2 separate regions of the Mus musculus genome follow, and region 1 is linked to region 2. A link is a contact called in public promoter capture Hi-C data. All regions are on one chromosome and are shown on one strand. Each heading gives the region's core, a stretch centred on a gene start, on an enhancer-like site or on the middle of the called end of the contact. The rest is flanking DNA. Distances are from core to core; before and after follow the strand shown. Region 1 holds the start of H4c11 (H4 clustered histone 11). Region 2 holds the start of Zscan12 (zinc finger and SCAN domain containing 12).

The links. Promoter capture Hi-C pulls out the DNA fragments that hold promoters and counts their contacts.
Region 1: a contact with region 2 is called in a promoter capture Hi-C map of the HPC-7 cell line. The contact joins the promoter of H4c11 here to the promoter of Zscan12 in region 2. A contact is called at or near these places in 13 of 39 promoter capture datasets (the 3T3-L1 cell line, the C10 cell line, the HPC-7 cell line and 8 more), 1 of 115 datasets of contacts at active chromatin or transcription factors (microglia) and 2 of 9 other capture datasets (liver and macrophages).

What each region holds. Positions count from the first base shown.
Region 1 is chr13:21,733,664-21,736,363 of GRCm38.p6, reverse strand. H4c11 (H4 clustered histone 11) reads right to left here and starts at 1,330. Exons shown (of 1, transcript NM_178210.2): 1 at 908-1,330. The coding sequence starts at 1,268. The coding sequence ends at 957.
Region 2 is chr13:21,361,363-21,364,430 of GRCm38.p6, reverse strand. It overlaps Zscan12 (zinc finger and SCAN domain containing 12), which reads right to left and starts at 1,611. Exons shown (of 4, transcript NM_016684.2): 1 at 1,559-1,611; 2 at 380-851. The coding sequence starts at 781.

The DNA.
Region 1 (2,700 bases), core at 81-2,580, 370 kb before region 2:
AATACAGCCACTGTGGAAATCAGTTCGGATATTCTCAAAAAATTAAAAATAGAACTCCAATATGACAAAGTTATTTTAAACCTGAGCATATATTCAAAGAATATAGAGAATCATAGAGATATTTTTTTACCTCAATGTTAATTACTGCTTTATTCACAATAACAAAGAATTGGAATCAACCTAGTTGCCCATCTACAGAGAAATGGATAATGAAAAATTTGTTAATCAAGCAAACATACATAAATATTACTCATCTCTAAAGAAAAATGAAGTCATAAAACATGCAGGAAAATACATGGAATTAGAATGTGTATTAAGCAAAACCACATGCTCTCTCCCATGTGGAACAGACTAAACGCAAGCATTGGACAACTTAAATTGTTTCTATTGACATTTATGTGGAAGTGTAAACGTAGTAACAGTGTACCTTCATTAACTGTTGACTCTTGGCCGTTTTATGATTTATTAATTAAAGTTTTATGGCTTATAAAAACTCAATTCAGAAATTCACACCTCCCCCATATTGGCAGTTTTATTCAGAATTTTATTGCATCCGAGACAGCATAGTTTATAAAGCCAGATCAACCTCATTCTACACAACTGAATGTACAAATCCTGAACTTAAGTGGTCTGTCGCAAGGTATGAAATGACTTAAGTAGGGAAGCATCCTTAAGAGGTGGAAGCAGAAAAATGGGCAAGTATAATAAAACTGCCTAGAACAAATAAAAAGAGTGAAACCATGTGAACACCTAGTGAACTCACCACTTGACAGGACTATTCAGCTTTCCTAGCATTGTTCCGCATGCAAATTAAGCACATACATGTTCGTTCTGATTGGACAACCTGTTACGAGCCGTTTTCACTCCAGTTCTCAGTTAACAAGCGTCAGCTCTTCTGTAAAAGATGTGGTGGTCCTGAAAAGGACCTTTAGGGAAATATAGTGTAAGCGAGCAGCTTAGCCGCCGAACCCGTAGAGGGTGCGGCCCTGGCGCTTGAGCGCGTAGACCACGTCCATGGCGGTGACGGTCTTGCGCTTGGCGTGCTCCGTGTAGGTGACGGCGTCGCGGATCACGTTCTCCAGGAACACCTTCAGCACACCGCGGGTCTCCTCGTAGATGAGGCCGGAGATGCGCTTCACTCCCCCGCGCCGGGCCAGGCGGCGGATGGCGGGCTTCGTGATGCCCTGGATGTTGTCGCGCAGCACTTTGCGGTGGCGCTTAGCGCCACCTTTACCGAGCCCTTTCCCGCCCTTACCTCTGCCAGACATGACTGCACTCAGGACAGCTCAGAACAGAGATGCTGACCGGGAGCCTGAGCGCCGTCTTTTTATACTGTAGCGGGCGGACCGAAATGAGAACCTGCAGGGAGGAGGCGGGAAGTTGCGCCCGCGGCCGTGGGGGAGGGGAAGACTTACCAAAAAGAAAAAGGGCGCCTTTTGTTTCCCTGTCTGTGCTTTCTGAGGGAACTAGCTCCTCACGCCCTTTTAAGAGTTTGGAGAATCGAGCGCACAATCAGTACACTGATTGCACAAAATACAGAAAGCCAAGCGGCCCCTTAACAACCGGTAACCCCGTCCAGAGAGGACACTGCAGGCGGCTGCTAAGGCGCTTTGGTGCTCAGTACACACTTTCCACCGTGCAAACCGTGCTCTGAATTACCTTGTGTTCCTTCTCTATTGTAACCGCATTTCAATTTTTTTTTTTAGTTCAAACTTCCAAAAGGCCATTTTAATATGTTTATAAGAATTTATAGAAACCTTTAAGCCGATTTCAGTTCACAGTTTGCTTGGACCCCTGCTCACACCACACAATCTGGGAAACCCTGTCTGCTGTCCTTCCCTCAACCCCATATGCTTGGAGAAAACTTCAGGCTAACATGTCATCACCCTCACCTAAGAGTTTCTGGCAACCAACCCTGGCTTGGAAAAGGGCAAGACAGGGTCTAAACACTATCTCAGTCGCCCTTGGGGTGCCTACTTCAAAATTTATCCAAAGTGGGCTGGAATCCAAAATGCCTGACTTTCCTTTGTTCTTTGGTCTGCCCTCAGTACACGCTGACCCGTCTGGATGGCCACTAGAGGGCACTCTTGACTATAACATCCTTCGTGATCTTGAAATTTTCTGCTGGTTTAAGAATGGTCTGGACTCCCTTTGTTCACGTTTTGGGGGAACTGAATTCTTGTCCCTCCGTCTGTAGTGCTCGATGGCTTAGGCCAAGGTTGCAGCATTTTCAGACATACAGGGACTCAGACCTCGAGCAACCGTCATCTGAATCACTGGGTCTCCACCCCTTCTCTTCTTCTCTCCCCCTCCTACACACTAAGTGCTTTGTCTAGTGGACAGCCTTCTTCTCTGCACCCAGGCCTTTCTCCTATTCCACCTAATCCTTTCCCAATCCCACCCCACCTCCCCCACCCCCCCCCCCCAAAAATCACATACTCTGCTTACTGAAGTCTTCTTGCCTATACCAATGCCTTCTGTCTTCCCCTCTGAGCTAAAGGCCATGCACAATTAGCCTCTTCCCCTTACCCACCTTCTTCCCCTCCTCCCTGCTCCTCCTTCTTCTTTACAGGTTCCACTTATAGGTTAACCCTCTCCCCTTTATCCACTTCCACCCTCCCTGCCTACTCTGCTTCCTGCCTCTACTTCGTTGCTGACACCCACACCCTGGCCCCATCCACACTGGCCTACTACCCCTGG
Region 2 (3,068 bases), core at 362-2,861:
TTCTTCTTCTTCCTCTTCTTCTAGTATCTTCGCTCGTAGTATATGCCTTGTGTGTCTGAACTAAGCATCAGATAGAACTTTGTAGCTTAGCACAGAAATAAAACAACCCCACTGATGAAAAGGAATAATTAAACTAAGACCAGACAGGAGTGGACGTACATACCTGTAATCTCAGCACCAAGGATATGAGACAGGAAGATTACAAGCCCAAGGCTAGGATGTACAACGTACAAGTTCAACTCCAAATTCCCATGACACTTAAAGTCCCCTTTGGATCCAACTAAATGTCAATATGCTTTGTAAAATAGTGGTATACTTCACTTTGGCCTACAAATTCAGTCGCGCTTAGGAAAGAGGACCCCTCCCCCCTTTTTCTTACCCGGTATCCTAGTTCATCAAGCTCTCTCTCTAAATCCTCCAGCACAGTCACCACCTCCTCCACACTCTCCGGATTCTGCTCCTGCACCCAGGCCTGCAGCTCCCCTGGCAGGATGGTCAGGAACTGCTCCAGCACCAGCAGCTCCAGGATCTGCTCCTTGCTGTTCAAGTCCGGCCGCAGCCACTGTCTGCAGAGCTCGCGCAGCCGGCTCAGAGCCTCCCGGGGTCCAGAAGTTTCCTGGTAGCAAAACTGTCTGAAGTATTTTCGGAAGACGTCTCTGTTATAAGTGTTCTTTTGTAGGTTCCTATCTTGTCTGGTGGTATACTTACATTCTTCCTCCATTTTTATTTCCAAAAGTCCACCCTGGTTCTTACAGACCTTGGTATCACTAGTAGATGTCATCGTAGCTAGATAAAAGATGTATCAATCTTTCAAGTAATAACTCCTTGGTAAATCTTCTTACCCAGTGGACCTAAGGGATAAGTCATCGTTACTAACACGAACTACAATAAGCAAATACCGCCTATTCTAAGAGTTAAGTGGGAGAGTTGAAAAGCTGCCCTCCGGTTAATCTACTGTATTGACTGGATTGTACGTGGACTTTCACAAAAATAGACAAAAGTGAAAAAGATGTCAAATTGTTTCAGGACTTCAGGGAGTAAAGCTTGGGAAGAAACTTACCTCCACTTACTCCTAAAGTGAACAACAACTAACTGAAATAAACAAAAAATTTTGGAATTAGCAGATAGCGTTGGGGAAGGGCAACCGCTGCCTGGCGGGTGGGAAGTTCAACTAACAGTACCACCAAAAATAACGGAAAGAGTACAAGAGTAGGGTACGCCTGCCTTGCTGCTTTTGATTTTTTTTTCTGCGTACCTGGCACAAATCACATATACATAGTACAGTCTCCCAACTGGCTTTAGTTGGAACTTAACCACTCATAAAGGTTAGAAGTTGGGGAGGGTGCTCTGCTTTTCTCCTGCCCCTCCAGTTCTGTGACTCTAACTTAAAGTTCTGCAGCGTGCCTAGGTCCGGGCCAGCTCCGCGCCCCAGGGGGACCCATAGGCAGCCGCAGCGCAGCCCGGGTGGCCTTTCCCCCGGTTCCAAGCATCTTTCTAAGGCCGAGAGTCTAGGTAGCAGGGAGCACCCTCCCCCCGCCTGGAGCACGAGCTCGCTCACCGCGTCGCTCCTGCGCAGGGAAGGGAATCCAGCCCTCCCAGGAACCGGAAGTCATCGCGGACTCCCACAAAGGCCGGAAGCGGTGGAGCCCTGTTGCTCCCAGAGCCACTCTAGGGAGCCACGGAGTTCCACTCAGTGGTTTGTCCTTACTCTGGCAAAAGAAGTTGGGATTTTCTGTCTAATCATAGTGAGCATGCCGGTCCTTATCCGGTTTCGCGTTTGTGTTTCAGTATCACTGAGATTAGTGATGTCTCAAAGAGACATTCTTCTGGTCAATGGGAAAAAATGTATTAAAAGGATAATTTAGTAAGTTAACAGGATATTATGAACACTAAAATCAGCCTTCATAAGTACGAGTGTGAATGAAAAGACCACAGCTACAAAAGCAACAGCAAAAATACTCAGAGCTCAAGAGATGTGCCACATTTACTTGGGGCTAACTTTAAAACACTTTAAAAGCCAAATATGAACATAAATAGGAGGCAATAAGCTTTCTTGGGTAGAAAAACTCAACAAAGCAGTCAGTACTAATTAAATATGTTTGCAACTATGGTATCCCAATAAACACAACCATTTTTCTAGAATTAAAAAAAAATGTTTGTTTGTTTGTTTGTTTTAATTTAAAAGGAGAGTCCAAAGAAAAATCCCTGAAAAAGAATAGTGGTTAATGCTCTTATCATGCACCAGAACATTCTGTGTTCTGGAAGTGAAAACAAAACAACAACAACAAAAATCTCACCCTGTTCTTAGCTAATGTACATGTCGAGGGTAACCAGAAAACCAAGCACAAGCTCTCAAAGATAGTAGTAATTTATTATCGAGCAAAATACATGTAGAGTGTGGCTTAGGACATTGATTTACATAACCAGAACAAAAGAAAGTAGTAAATCAAGACAACTTTAAAAAAACAATTAGTGGAAATGTAAGTTAGGTGGTGTCTTAGTCTGGGTTTCTATTCCTGCACAAACACCATGACCAAGAAGCCAGCTGGGGAGGAAAGGGTTTATTCAGCTTACTTTTCCACACTGCTGTTCATCACTAAAGGAAGTCAGGACTAGAACTCAAGCAGGTCAGGAAGCAGGAGCTGATGCAGAGGCCACGGAAGGATGTTTCTTACTGGCTTGCTTCCCCTGGCTTGCTCAGCCTGCTCTCTTATAGAACCCAAAACTACCAGCCCAGGGATGGCATCACCCACAAGGGGTCCTTCCCCCTTGATCACTAATTGAGAAAATGCCTTACAGCTGGATCTCATGGAGGCATTTTCTCAACAGAAACTCCTTTCTCTGTGATAACTCCAGCTTGTGTCAAGTTGGCACACAAAGCCAGCCAGTACAGGTGGGTTATAGCTATCTGGAAAATTCTTAGCCTTTTGATTGGTGAAACCAAGTGATCTGTTAGTACATTTCAAAGGGATTTACCTAAAAAGCAGAAGGACATTAAGGCAGACACATGGGTGGGCAATGAATGGTTGTAAAGAGCTATATGTAACAAAAGACAATTTGTCTCTGGA